Linked DNA regions of Anser cygnoides: all the other regions are linked to region 2. Evidence: chromatin contacts called from public Hi-C data. All regions are on one chromosome and are shown on one strand. Each heading gives the region's core, a stretch centred on a gene start, on an enhancer-like site or on the middle of the called end of the contact. The rest is flanking DNA. Distances are from core to core; before and after follow the strand shown. Region 1 holds the start of LOC106039444 (very-long-chain enoyl-CoA reductase). Region 2 holds the start of ABCD3 (ATP binding cassette subfamily D member 3). Region 3 holds the start of TLCD4 (TLC domain containing 4).

What was found. A called contact is a pair of places that touch in the nucleus more often than the background predicts.
Region 1: a Hi-C map of liver shows a contact between it and region 2, with 3 times the contacts expected there. The contact joins the promoter of LOC106039444 here to the promoter of ABCD3 in region 2. A contact is called at or near these places in 2 of 7 Hi-C or Micro-C datasets (both in liver).
Region 3: a Hi-C map of liver shows a contact between it and region 2, with 2.7 times the contacts expected there. The contact joins the promoter of TLCD4 here to the promoter of ABCD3 in region 2. A contact is called at or near these places in 2 of 7 Hi-C or Micro-C datasets (both in liver).

Annotation. Positions count from the first base shown.
Region 1 is chr8:2,328,200-2,332,967 of Taihu_goose_T2T_genome, forward strand. It overlaps LOC106039444 (very-long-chain enoyl-CoA reductase), which reads left to right and starts at 3,240. Exons shown (of 14, transcript XM_048067270.2): 1 at 3,240-3,376; 2 at 3,782-3,877. It overlaps GCLM (glutamate-cysteine ligase modifier subunit), which reads right to left and starts at 3,198. Exons shown (of 7, transcript XM_048067050.2): 1 at 2,906-3,198; 2 at 222-287. The coding sequence starts at 3,025.
Region 2 is chr8:2,513,859-2,518,384 of Taihu_goose_T2T_genome, forward strand. ABCD3 (ATP binding cassette subfamily D member 3) reads left to right here and starts at 3,072. Exons shown (of 23, transcript XM_048067267.2): 1 at 3,072-3,359. The coding sequence starts at 3,241.
Region 3 is chr8:2,727,762-2,732,333 of Taihu_goose_T2T_genome, forward strand. It overlaps TLCD4 (TLC domain containing 4), which reads left to right and starts at 3,245. Exons shown (of 7, transcript XM_067001626.1): 1 at 3,245-3,352. It overlaps ALG14 (ALG14 UDP-N-acetylglucosaminyltransferase subunit), which reads right to left and starts at 3,224. Exons shown (of 4, transcript XM_048067279.2): 1 at 3,080-3,224; 2 at 1,407-1,558. The coding sequence starts at 3,224.

The DNA.
Region 1 (4,768 bases), core at 1,990-4,489, 190 kb before region 2:
AATCATCTTATCTCTCATCAACAGAATTCTTTACTTTGGTATTTCTTAACCTCTTGAGAAGTATTAAATGTTAAAAAAACCAGATTTGAGAAATACTATTTTAAGGTATCTGGAGCTGCAGACAATTTTATAGAAATTTAATAGATTCGTTCATATTTTAAAAGGTGTAACCATACACATATTTCTGTTTTCACATGTAACATGCATAATACCTCTCCTACCTGATTCAGATCTTGTCCTATCTTTGAGCTCCATTCAGTCAGTGTTTTCTGAATGCAGTCCCGCACCTAAAAAAATATTTTTTTTCTTATTGAAGTGTAGTTATGTTTTAGTTGCAAAGAAATACAATGATTCATAGGCATAGAGGACAGACAGACAGCCCGTGAACTCATGACACCATTCCTCTAACCACAGAAGATTCTTCCTTCATAGCTTCCATCTGAAACTTGTTCAAACTAGTTTACTTAAGAAAATTCCTCTCCTCTTTCACAGCATGTTAGCAGTAATACAAGTACTGTACTTCATTTATTTTCCAATGCCATCTTAAAAGAAAGGACCAACTGTTAAGAACTAGAGTTTTTTGTTGTTTTTTTTTTGATTGTTTTTGAAACATAAAGATTCGTAAGTTGCAAAGTAGTCAGATAACAGCATACATGCTGTAACATCCTTGGAAAAGAGACTTTACAGTCAATCACTAATTACTCATTATATTCATCGTTTCTCTTCCTGAGATGCATCTGACCCTTCTCCTTTACCACCTACCTATTCCATTGTGCTGAATCTTTAGGGGGATCCTTCAGTTCCTACCCTGCACTTGCATTTTTCCTGATTTCACAGATGCAAAATAGACCTGACAAGGATTCTGTCCGTGTATCTTCTTGAACACAGCAAGGCATAACTATTAGGGCTCCATAAACTAATTAACTGACTGCACATTGCACCAATGCTTCAGCTGCTCCAACGCTCTGCCTGCCTGCTGATACCTCTCAGGAAAGGTCAAAGGTCATCCTGCAGACTCAGGAAATGTACTAGAAAGTCTGGGATCTGCCATGGAAAGAAGTACTTCTTAAGTTCCCACTTCACATTTTAACAATGTACTTTCTATCTACATGGATACCTACTTTTTGTACCGTTAAATAGCAATTTCTTGTGACGCTGAACATTAATTCAGAGAGCCAATAATAACGTGCACAAACTGACTGAAGGCAATGCCCCACCACCAAACAAAAAACTGGATATCACGAAGTTTAAGACATAACACTGTGAGAACACTCTGTGAACACAAATGCGGTACATTCTGTCCTTGTCACTTAAAACACTAGGAAAAAAATAACTGACTCGAAAGGCAAGAAAGAACTGGCTTGCCCCCCCAAACAGATACCCATGATGCTGGCAGTCTTTAACATTATGTTATGTCAAAATATGTTATCTTTTCCTTTCTGAGGAAAAGTTAAAAGGTGATAAAGATGTATCATTTACTACTGCTTTGCAACACTCACACCTTGTATTTCTACTGCAGTTAGTATGAACAAACCTCTGCCTCCAAAGCACACCACCATCACCTCTTGACACACGTGGAAAGCACAGCATATGACTCCAAATACAGTTACATCCCTAAACTCCTAGCCCTAGGGTTCATATTTTGAAAAATGTTGGCTTACATTCTTACACTAAGAACTATAGACACTAACTACACTGAATAGAAGTGATAAAAGCTGATTTATTTCTGATAAATAATGCTAATTATTTGCTTTTGGAGTACCAGCAACTCTGGGAAGTTGGCAGCCTTATGTTTAAATGCAGATTTCTCTGTAAACAAATGGAGAGAAATACCTTAACTGATTAGTTACGCACATTGGCCATTCTTTATGTAATAGCTTTCCAAAAGTTACTGGACAGGCACATTGTAATAGGCAGCCTTATTTTGCTACAAAATCTAATCCTCTTTCACATAGATCACAGAATGCTGTAATAAGTAACTAGGACAAATTAAAAAGCTATTACCACATGACAAAAGTATGATGAATTCTCCCACCTTATTACATCATCCTCTCAGACAGTCACCTTTCTTACCGCTTGCTCTCAATTAACATGCCCTCAACCAGCTCCTGACACACGACCTGTGTCACTACCAGGCTTTAACCAGCTGCAATGAAAGCTCTTGTGTCTGGTCAGCGACCATTCCCTAAGCACTGTGCTGTGACCAGACAACAAACACAGTGGTTTCGAAGCCTGTGGCCGCAGGATCTCCAACCATTTACACAGAATTATTGCAAAGGTTGACACATACTGTTTAAGATATGGTTTTCAAGTATTAATTAAAACGATCTTTCAGGTTTTTTTTGAAACAAAGGACCACTATAGTCTTTAGAGAAGACAGCAATGACCGAATTTCCCCAAGATGTGTCACCACCAGCGAATTATTAAGACTAATTCCAAGTTATAAAGGAGAATTTCGGTTTCATCCTTTGCAGTGGCGGTTTCTAACTACTGACACATCTATCGCCACAGAAGCATCAGGAATCCCGCTGCCATTACAGAGAGCCCTTTCTCCTGTCAGCTTTCGATCCTTTACCCCCCGAGGCCACCAGCGCGGCGCGGCTGGGCTCCGCCAGGAGGCGACCCCACCACAGCCGGGCCTTTCCGACGGGCGGCCAGCGCCCCGGGGGCAGCTCCGGCCTGCGGCGGGACGGGCTCCCCGCGGCAACCCGAGCCGGGCCCAGCACCGCTCGGCTCCGCTCCCCAGCGGGCCCGGCGGCGCTGCGGGGCGCCAGCAGGCAGCCAGTAGCCCCGGCACCGGCTGAGGGTTCCCGGGCGTTCCCTCAGGCCCCGCCGCAGCCCCCCCCGGGCCTTCCCCCAGCACCTCCCGCGGGAAAGCCCCGGGGCCGGCAGCCGCCGCGCTCACCTCCTCGCTGGGGGTGGCCGGGCACTTCTTGCGGCCGCAGCCCCAGTTGAGCAGGTTGCCGGTCTGCAGGTTGAGGGTGGCCGCACGCTCCAGCAGGGTGCGGGCGCTGTCCGTCCCCATGGCGAAGCCCCGCGGTACCTGCCGGGGCGGGCAGCGCAGCGCCGTGACTCAGCACCCGGGGCGGGCGGCGGGGACGCTCCGCAGCCGGACCCGGTCACACGGCGAGGACAATGGGCGGCGGGGCGGGCCCAGCCCGGCGAGCGGCGGGCGGACCGGGCACGGCTCGCCCCGCCGCCGCCACCCCGCGCGCCTGCGCGCCGCCCGGCCCCGGCCCCGGCCCTCAGCGGCCCTCAGCGGCAGCGCCCCCTGGGCGCCGGGGGCGGGCGGGACGCGGACTCCCGCGAGCCCACGGGGGAACGGAGGCCCCGGCCCAGCCCGGGAAGGGCCCGGTCCTGCGGGATGGCGGCCGAGGTAGGTCCCCGAGCGCGGCCCCTTCCCGGCACCGCCGCTTGGGCTGCGCCGTGGAGTCACTGAAGCGGCCCAACCCGTGCTAGTGTGATCGCGGCGCCGTAAGTGACGAATGGTGGCTGCCAGGGGGTGGGCTGCCAGGCCCGCGCAGGGAGCCGAGCGCTTACTTCATCAAACCCGAGGTTTGATCAAACCTCGCTACCTTGCTCCAGCTGGGTGAAGCCTGAAGGATTGCGGCGTGGGGATTTTTTGTCCAAGGCTGGGTTTCTTCTGGAATGATGGACCCTGAGCGCTAAAGTCCTTCTGTGCTACAGATTCAGAAGGGGGGATCTGTAAGTGAGGTTCAGGGGAGCATGAGGCTGTAGGTTGCAATGTTGTCAGCACTGGAATTCGAATGGTCTGTTACAGGTTTTCCTTCTCCAGGTGGTACGCCGTGCTGATCTGGAGGGACCGTTTGCACGACCTGTTGGTCTGAAGTACTGTCCGAGAGCTTTCTGATAGAAGGTTAGCTTAAATGGCTTTTATATTTGTGTTCTGGTTGCTTTTCTGTATTTACCTTGATTACTTTCACATATTGGAGATAGTTTTCCTCAGTATATGAACGCAAGCCATTTGGAAGACAAATATACCGAAAGAACGTCTGCTTCTTTAGAAAGGCAGTAATTCTGTTTTCCTTTAACATAAAAATCCAGAAGGTCTAACCAGATCCCAGCGCTAACCATCCAAACACATAATTGCCTTGAAAAGGAGCACACACCTTCACACACCTTCAGCCGGTCTTCACACCGGTAGTAAATTCTGTCCCATTGGATGTTTCTGATCCGCCCTCAGGCTTGCTAGTAGGGGCCTCATGCTTTGTGCATCTGAAATTTATTCTTCAATATTTTGTTTAAGAAGCTTTGATGGGTATAATCCTATGGAAGCAGATAAAATTTGGGGTTAGCAGAGGGCTTCCAAAGAGCGCATGGTATAAACCTTTCTGTATAATGGAAACTTAGAGCCATGAAAAAGCAATGTTTCTTTATAGCAGGTAGAATCCGCTAATGTTTAATTACTTTAGCTCTCACAAGAGGATAATGGAATAAATACTAGTTGGAGGAAAAAACAATACCAGCCTCTGTACTGCTTAATGCTATGAGCTTAATTCTGACAGCAACGGGAGCACGTCACAGAAGAAGGGACCCAGCCCAGGTCTGCTGTCTGTCAAATCACACAGAAATGGGAGGTATGCTAGCAGAAAAAGAAAGGAGGGTGTTTTCTGGCTCTTGATCAGTTGTGGGTTTTGCTGGTTATCTCATTTCTCTACCTCTGATCGGCACACACCGTGAAGCACTACTGATTCCTGCAGTACCCCCGTGCCTCTCAAAGAAAAATAAAGCACCCTTTCGAATCAAA
Region 2 (4,526 bases), core at 1,822-4,321:
TAATGTTACATTGGACTGACAATAAACAGCATGATTTTCATTTAATTATTAGATATGTTGCTCTCAGAATGTAGTTGGTTGTTGTACGCCAAGTGCCAACAGCAAATAATACAGGTTCTTCCTGTTCTGAGAGAAACCAAATCAGAGCATCTTATTTGTTAACCCAGACTACATTAAAAAGAAAAAAGGTATTCACATAATTATTAGTGGGATAAAACACTCTGTACAAGTTTCTTATGTTCCTGTCTTAGAGACGCTTCCTAAAATTCAACAGGCTAAAATCAGTATTGACAGAGGACACAATTTGAGAGTCTGAACTGTTTAGTAATTTTTTTTACTACTATTTATTACACAGACATTTCACTTATTGTGAAATTGAAGCACAACACATTATGTTTTGCCCACTCAAGTATTAGTGGGGTTGCACTGCAAAGCTTGTCAAAAGCTCTTGTATTTTAACCTGGATCAACTCCCTGACTCTCTTCTGTCTCACGGTGTTAATTTTCTGAGTTACTTCATAAGCTGGTCTCACAAACCAGCATAACTGAGAATGTGTCATCCTGTGTAGAAAAAAGCAGCCAGCTTGGCTGGGAAGTGTTTACATGGATAGTGCTGCTTGACACTTCAGACACAGGACCACAGCCTAACACTTGCTGTTATGAGGTCTCCCTATTTCCTTTACTGGGTTTTAGGCTTTGATAGTAAATAAGCTTTTCTCTTCCTCCAGACTTCAGTCATCCATAGTGATATTTTAAGTATAAATAGCTTTCTTTCTATGAATGTTCTTACACAGCCAATGAGAAGTTGAACCATACCGTGGACCATATCAAAAGCACAGTTATCAATTTGTTCTTCCTTCTTCTAAGAAACTGTATGTGCCATCATTAATACAGATGACAGTCCTGGTACTGTTTGCTTTGCTTTCTTCCAAGCTACCTGTCCACCTCTAGCTTTTATATTTGAAATACATTTTAATTAATGTTGTTGTTACTTGCTACCTTGGAAAACTCTCACAGTTGCCTTCTACCAAGAATGCCAAGAACAGAAAGTGGCTGCAATGTGTAAGTATTGAAATACAGAAGATCTCAAACTGCAGAACAAAGAAGGAATTTCTGTCACAAAAGCATTTGATCAGTGTGAGTGACTTTATCAAGAATATGCTTATCCATGAGTGTAGCTGTAAGTCGATGAAATAATGGATCAATGAAAACCTCATGTTTTACACTAAGTGCACAGTTACATTAGGAATAACTAAGAAAGCTAGTTACACAAAGTAGCAAAAAGCAACACTGAAAAGTGGAGACAGAAAGTAGAAGAAACAGTAGAGGACTGGATGCACGGTACAAGTTTCTTAAAAAAGATGATACGTATATGTAAAATTATTTAAAGACAAGTTAGAAGAAAAATATGTAATAGGACATGGTATTGGGCAGCCTTAAAAAGTGAAATAAGGACGCTGAAGAAGATAAACATAGCAGAACACAAGTCACACAGACAAGCAAACAACAAAGGTCAGCATGGCCCAAATAGATGGACGTTGAATGTAAATAAAGTTGGACTATATTAGATTGCTAGTTCTGTGGAAAGGTGCAACTAACCTCAGGTTATGGAGAGAAGAGGATTTGTAAAGAAACGGGTCATGATACCACTCTGCTTTTGATCTCAGCACACATAGAGAGGTGAAAAGTAGCCGCAAAACTGTAAGATTCAGAAAACCCGAAAATTTGTAGACTTTCATTTTCATAGTGATATGAATATAAGAAATTTGATGTGATGAGGAAACGACCTCTTTTTAGGTTCTTACACTTACCTCCTGCCAAAGTATCCAAGGCTTAAGAAAACATGACAGGACCTCCAACTTTGAGCAACATATACAGCAAAATCTTGATATGCAATAAACTTATTAATGTTTTCTGATTCTGCTGTATATTTTCCTTAGGATCAGAAAACAACTTCAATAGTTTATGATTTTTCCCTTAAAACACAAATGATGCTTTAAAACAGAGAGATTACCAATTTGAGGTTACACAACAAATTAATGCCATAAAACTAGATTAAACAGCCCTGACTCCAGTGCTGTAGAAAATGTGAACAATTTGATGTTTTGAGAATCCAGTTTTGGCTCCAAAAAATAAACTTGCCCCCAAATGCCTGATGATACCAAGGATGTGGAGAGAGAATGAGAAAGAAAAGTATATGTGGTGATTCACTATGAAGAAACAGATTATTTCTCAACCAACTGCAGCTTCAGCCCTGCTACTCCTGGCATACATATTTGAAAGAAATATGAATATTTGAGAAATGGACTGACCTATGCACACAATCTGATACTACAATGACAAAAATGCAACATTCAAAAGCATTTAAATATTTTTAAAAGCCTTTATGAAAAGCTTTTCTCAGACTAAAAGCAGATACCTTGATTTTAACTGCATTGTGTTCTGCATTTAAAAGGTTGACCAGAGTAATTGTCATTCCAGCATCAACCATTGCACCAGTACAGGCTCTAAACGTAAGATCGACCCGAACCTGCATGAGGTACCGACACTTCATCGCAGTATCAGGTGTCTTTTTGAGGGCTATGTCCCCAGAGGGGATGATCTAATCTAAACACGGTTCTGCTGGCATGGGTGTTTTGTTGGGATAACTCAACGTGTCAAACTGTTATCGACTCTGAGGGAAAAAGCACTGCGCGAGTCTAACTGGTTTTGTAGGGGCTGGCTGGCACGGCCGCACCTGGTGTGGCTCCGACTGACGGTGTCAGGGATTGTTTGCCCGTACTCACACAGCTGACGGCTTGTTCCGCCCTCTCAACGTTAACCCTGGCAGCTGCTCGCATGGCCCTAAAAAACAGCAGGGCAAAACTCACACGAGAAAGCTCTCGGGAAGGTTTATTTCGTGTTGCCTCCACAGGCGGGCAGCGCCCACCCCGTGCGCGGCGGGGGGGCCACAGCGCAGGCCCAGGCTCCCGACCCAGGGGCGCGGCCGGGACCCCGGGAGGCCCCTCAGGAGGCCCGGCCTCCGGTGGCGGGGCGAGGCTGCGGCCGGGGAACCTCCCCCTTGCCTTTCACCCGCTGCCCGCGGCCGGCGCTCCGCCGGGGCCTGAGGACGGATCCGTTCGCCGTCGCTCCCATTGCACAACCCGCCCGCGGCCCGCCCCTCGTCCCGGCATTCCCAGCGCACGCTCGCCTCGGCACGGCTCGGCTCGGCTCGGCGGGGCTCCGCGCCTGCACTCGCGCCATGGCCGCCTACAGCAAGTACCTCACCGTGCGCCATTCCGCCATCGCCGGCGCCACCACGGCCGCCGCCTGCGCGCTGCTCTGCCTGCTCAACAAGCGGCGGGCGGCCGCCCAGCACGGGTGAGCGGGCCGGGCCGAGCCGGGCCAGGGAGGGTGGGGGGCGGCCCCGGGGGGACGGAGCCGGAGCCGGGGCAGGGGCCGGGGCCGGGGCCGGCCTCGGCCCGGAGGCCCGAGCCGGGGCAGCTGCCGGCCTCCTCCCGGGGAGAGAGGTCTGCAGGGAGGCTCCGGAGCTCCCCATCCTCTAGGTGCGGCCGCGCATCCAAGCGCCGCCACCTCGTTGCTCAAATTCTCCTCGTTTGTTCCATTTTCCCCTCAGTGGACTAACAGTGACGAGCAGCTGACTTTTTAGGTGCGTGCTGTCTGCACAGGCAAGTAGTGGAGCCGAGTTGTTGCTCAAACACGGCCGGGTGGCAGTAGGGTACGCTGACAGCCCTTATGAAGAGCTTGTAGCTGCTTCTCGTGCCCGTGAGGGTGTTGTACAGGTACATGTGTGCTCCTGTCTGTTTGCCAGCCCTCTGTGAAGCACCTGGCTACCACAACGTGCGGCAGATCAAGGATGTGCTCCTGACTCAATCCTTTGATGATTTCAGTGTCTTTGTGGATGTAGTTTGCTGATCATATACAGAAGACCTGCTGTGTTACGGTGGTACAGTTAGATGTTGTGTGGTTGCTATAATCTTATCCCAGTGCTAAATCTTGATGGTGAAATGGGCTTACCCAATAGACTTAAGTAATAACATACCTGCAGTTAGGCAACAATCCAGTGTTATTTTACCTAACTCCTTACATGTACGTGATATCTTTAGAGCTTTGTGAAGTTAAGTAACTTTGTCATGTAACACACGAGTGATCAGTAGCATAACCCTTTACGGAATTTGCTACGTTTTGTTGCTTCCATAAGAATAGAAGCGAGATCCCAAGTAGAGTTACTCTTTTATCAAACTCATAGGGAAGGATGGTCTTTTTCAAGTATCTCTGCTGAGGTTAGTGAAGTAACACTGTAAAAAGGTGAAAAGCTATATAGAAGGGCTTGAAAGTGATGAGCTGGGAATATTATTGGTACTGTAATGCAAGATTTTCACACTTAGCGTATGGTAATGGTGTTTGTAAGAAAGACAAGGCCAAGCAGATATTCTGGGAGAATCTACTTCAGATTCTTCAGATGAAGAGTGTGCTTTTAAAGAGAACCTCCTGATTGCTTTCCCTTTGTTGAGGAGCACACACTAG
Region 3 (4,572 bases), core at 1,995-4,494, 210 kb after region 2:
AAACAAGATTTCTCTGAATTATGAAATACCTCCTGCCACTTAACTAAACTCATCCTCAGTACACAACAAGAGAAGGGACAGACACACTGAATTGTAAATGAAGTCATCCCCACTCGATTCAGCCATTTGTGGAATGCAAGGAACCTTCACCTTTAGAGTTGAAAGTGGGGTAGACAAACTTAAAAACTTCATTCCTAAGTGAGCTTGTTGCTCACCTTAGCAGCAGTTGCTTTACAAGGAAAGTGTCTATTCTGAAAATCATTAGTACTTAGTCCTAGTTTTCGGTCCTATCAGTGTTGCTGAAAAAACAGAAATACTGTAAGTGCACCATTAGAAATCAATGTCACATAAATAAGTTATTTATGACATGTTGTACAGCTTGCTCAAAAGGAATAAGATTTTTGTAATTGAAACACTAATTTCCATTGTACTTGTTCCATTTTCTAAATAAAAACGTAATCTTTCTACTAATTCCACTGGACATCAGATTGCACTTTACATCAGCAGAGAGTCATACTGCTGGTCTGTTAGTGATACAGTCAACTGGCTCAAAGCAAGAAAACATTTGATAAAAAGATACTCAGGATATTTTCATGATTTTTCATTATTTTTAGGAGTTCAGTGTTTGCTCAGTCTTCAACCAGAAAACTACTGACATTAAGATGCATTAAATACTTTTAAACACTTGTGTAACTAATGCTCAGTTTTAAAAACAAAGTAAAACACAGTCTAGAAACACAAAAGGAATACAATTTCAATCAAGGTTTTCTTAGATAAAACCTTAGATAATAATCCTTTCAAATATACACTTATGTCGCTGAGGGAAATGCCAAAGTAAAAAATAAAATAACACCACCAAAAAAAAAAAAACAAAAAACCCACACCATATTTCTATACAAATATTTTTTTATAGCTACAAGTAACGCTTCTGTGACTAACTAGTTTACAGAATTAAGAGAGTTTTTTTTCAGCGTGCTTTTCTTAAGCAATAGATAGCCTTCTTTCTACAGTCACTTTTGCTACAATTATGTTCCCCCATTGTTTTAAATGGATTAGCATGGTAACCAGTGGTAAAGACCATTTTAAAAGAAAGTAAGGAAGGTAGGAGTGAAAATTGGAAGCGATAATGGCATTTGCTATTTTTAAGTACTTTGCATTTTCAGGGTCTCTCTAGTACAACATAAATCAATTTCATTTATTTAGCTCACTTTTAGCAACATAAAATCCAGTATGTACAGAATGGCACTTTAGCTGAACTTTAGTGAAAATGATTATCAATAGCTAGAAAATCAAAGGCACATGCTGATCTTAAAAATAACCTTTTAAAGAATCACTTCTAAATTGCCTTGAATTAGAATGTCAAGTTGAGATCAATTTATCTTATAAGAGCATATTTAACGAGTTACCTGGGAATTGGAGAACTTTTCAGCCCTTTTTTGTTCAAAAGAACGTATTTTAGCTTCACTCATCTTATCTGAGTCTGCAAAAATATAATGTCTAGGCGAGTATGACTCTGACAAACAACTAAGTAACCTCAGGATTTCTGTTGTGTGCCCTCCTGTAAAAACAAAATAAACTGCTGTTAGTACATGAAATATTATGTAACTTTCCATTTCTTCAGTTGAATTAGTCGCTTTCCCTTTTAAAATTTTTTAGTACTAATAGTATCAGTCACACTCTTCTGAAAGGAGAAGATTCAATTAAAGGATGATTGAGACTGTTTAAGTAACATAATGGCAATTCAGGTCCCACTGAAGCTATATGGATGGAAGTTCTTCAGTTAAATGAGATTGAAACAGGATCATACAGAAGTGAGACATTTGTGTTTAATGTCCTATATAACACGCAAAAATAATTGGGTAGAGTTACACTGCAGTCCATATTCAGAGACCATACCCAAGTCCAGCTGTCAAAATAAAACTGAATAGGAGCTGCACCTTGGATGTGTAACTCTCACTGACCCGCCCGAGTGTTCAGCCTATGGCCTGGGAGACCAGATTCGGGGACTGCGCCGTCCCAGCTTGTAATGCTGGAAACGAGCAGGCAGCAATTTCACTCTGCAGCTAGGTCAGCGCAAAAGCTGAATGCCACGCACCAGACAGTCCAGCCCCAGCCAAAATGCCTCACCTACTGCCCTCGCATGGGTGTCGAGCTTTTAACTGCAAGGTCACTTTGTTCGGGGAGCTGAACTGGCAGTAGGCTGAAGAGAAGGGCATGTTCTTTTTTTTTTTTTTTTTGTCAGTTTAGTTTCTAGAACTGGGGGTATATGAATAACGGTGAAGTGGGGAGGGGGAAGACGGTGTGGCTGTGTAGAAGGAAGTCTGCTCACCTGGGGCTGGATCAGCCTAACATCAGGCTGCACCCCGAAGTATGTACACGAGCGTTTATGGGATGTGTTGCTTTGTGCGCTGCTGGAAGTTGCAGACCAGAACAGTGAGCTGGACGTATCCCTGCTGCCTCCTGTTGTCGGCTTTCATCAGCCTCCTCTGAGACCTTTGCTATTGAAGCCAGGTGTCCCGGCCCAGCAAGGATCTGACGCTGCTGGACGAGGAGCAAGAATTTGCTCCCTCCCCACATGATTTTATGCACCAGTTTTCAAACATTTTTGGAGGGATTTTCTCGTAAGCGATGGCTTGTTGAAGCTTTCACAGATTTTAATAAAGTCGTCTGAGCATTCAAAGAAGTCTGTAATAATGGGTCTGAGCGTTGTGTGAATCTTAACCGACTGATGAATTTCTTCACCTGGGAAACCTTTTTATTTATTTTTTTAATATGTGCAAACTAGATTTGACAGGACTGAAGAAAAACAAGCACATTACCAGTCCTGGCCGGAGTAAAATCACCTGACGTTACAAAAACGCCGTCAAACAGCACAAAGACCGGCATTATTTTCTCGCCGGTCAGCGTGTAAGAAGCCCAGGGCTACGGCTCCACCGCGACTACAACTCCCGGCACGCACCGGGACGCCCAGTGAACCCCGCAGTCGCCCTCGCTCCGCGCTGCATGCCGGGAGCTGTAGTTCCCGCCGTCCTCCGCGGGCTCCCCGCCGCGCGACCCGCTGGCGGCGACCCCTACTCACCGGAGCCGGCCACCACCAGCAGGCTGAGGGGAGGCGCCCGCCGCCCACGCCGTCTCCTTGCCAGGAACGCCAAGGGGACGAGCAGGAGGAGGAGGAGGAGCAGGATGGCGGCGGTGCCGCTCAGCAGGGGCAGCGGCGGCTCCATGGCGCGGCCGCGGGCGGCACCTCCCGGCCTACGGCGGCCGGCGCGGCTCAAAGCTCCCCGCTGGGCGGGAGCGCGGGCACCGGCACGGCAGCCCCCACAGCCCCAGGGCAGGCAGACACCGGCGTGAGGTGAGGGCTTCTGTGCCGCTGGCCCTCCGTGCGGCAGGAGGTGTAGCCCCCGTGATTAAGTTATACGGTACGAAATACCCGCGTGGTTCCGCTGGGTCTTGAGGGAGTTTGCAAACACACGCAGACATGACCCCTATCCAGGTATGTATGCGTACGTGGAATTACCGCTCACATACCGTACAACGATGCATAGACACAGGAACGTCGGTGTTCTGCCGCCTCTCACGAGCCCTGTTTGTATTTCTTCTAACGCTTTAGCCTTTCATTCCAGTAGGAAACGTGAAGCACCACACCGGCATTCATTCCATCCCTGTCAGCAGCCAGCCGTTGGCGAGGAGGTTGTGATCGTGCAGCCGTTGGGACTAATTTCAGATGAGGTGTGCGTTTGCTAAAAGAGAGTAGGAGATCAAGAGAGAGTAAGAGAGTAGGAGATCTGGTTGGAGGCTGGTCACTAGTGGTGTCCCCCAGGGCTCGGTACTGGGGCCAGCCCTCTTTAATATCTTTATTGACGATCTGGATGAGGGCGTCCAGTGCACCCTCAGTAAGTTTGCAGATGACACCAAGCTAAGTGCGTGTGTCGATCTGCTCGAGGGAAGGAAGGCTCTGCAGGAGGATCTGGATAGGCTGGACCGATGGGCTGAGGTCAACTGCATGAAGTTCAACAAGGCCAAGTGCCGGGTCCTGCACCTGGGGCGCAACAACCCCAAGCAGAGCTACAGGCTGGGAGATGAGTGGCTGGAAAGCTGCCTGGCCGAGAAGGACCTGGGAGTATTGGTGGATAGTCGGCTGAATATGAGCCAGCAGTGTGCCCAGGTGGCCAAGAAGGCCAACAGCATCCTGGCCTGTATAAGAAGCAGTTTGGCCAGCAGGTCTAGGGAAGTGATTGTGCCCCTGTACTCGGCTCTGGTGAGGCCGCACCTCGAGTACTGTGTTCAATTTTGGGCCCCTCGCTACAAGAAGGACATGGACGTGCTCGAGAGAGTCCAGAGAAGGGCAACGAAGCTGGTGAGGAGTCTGGAGAACAAGTCTTACGAGGAGCGGCTGAGGGAGCTGGGCTTGTTCAGCCTGGAGAAGAGGAGGCTCAGGGGCGACCTCATCGCTCTCTACAGTTACCTTAAAGGAGGCTGTAGAGAGGTGGGGGTTGGTCTGTTCTCCCACGTGCCTGGTGACAGGACGAGGGGGAATGGGCGAAAGTTGCGACAGGGGAGTTTTAGGTTGGA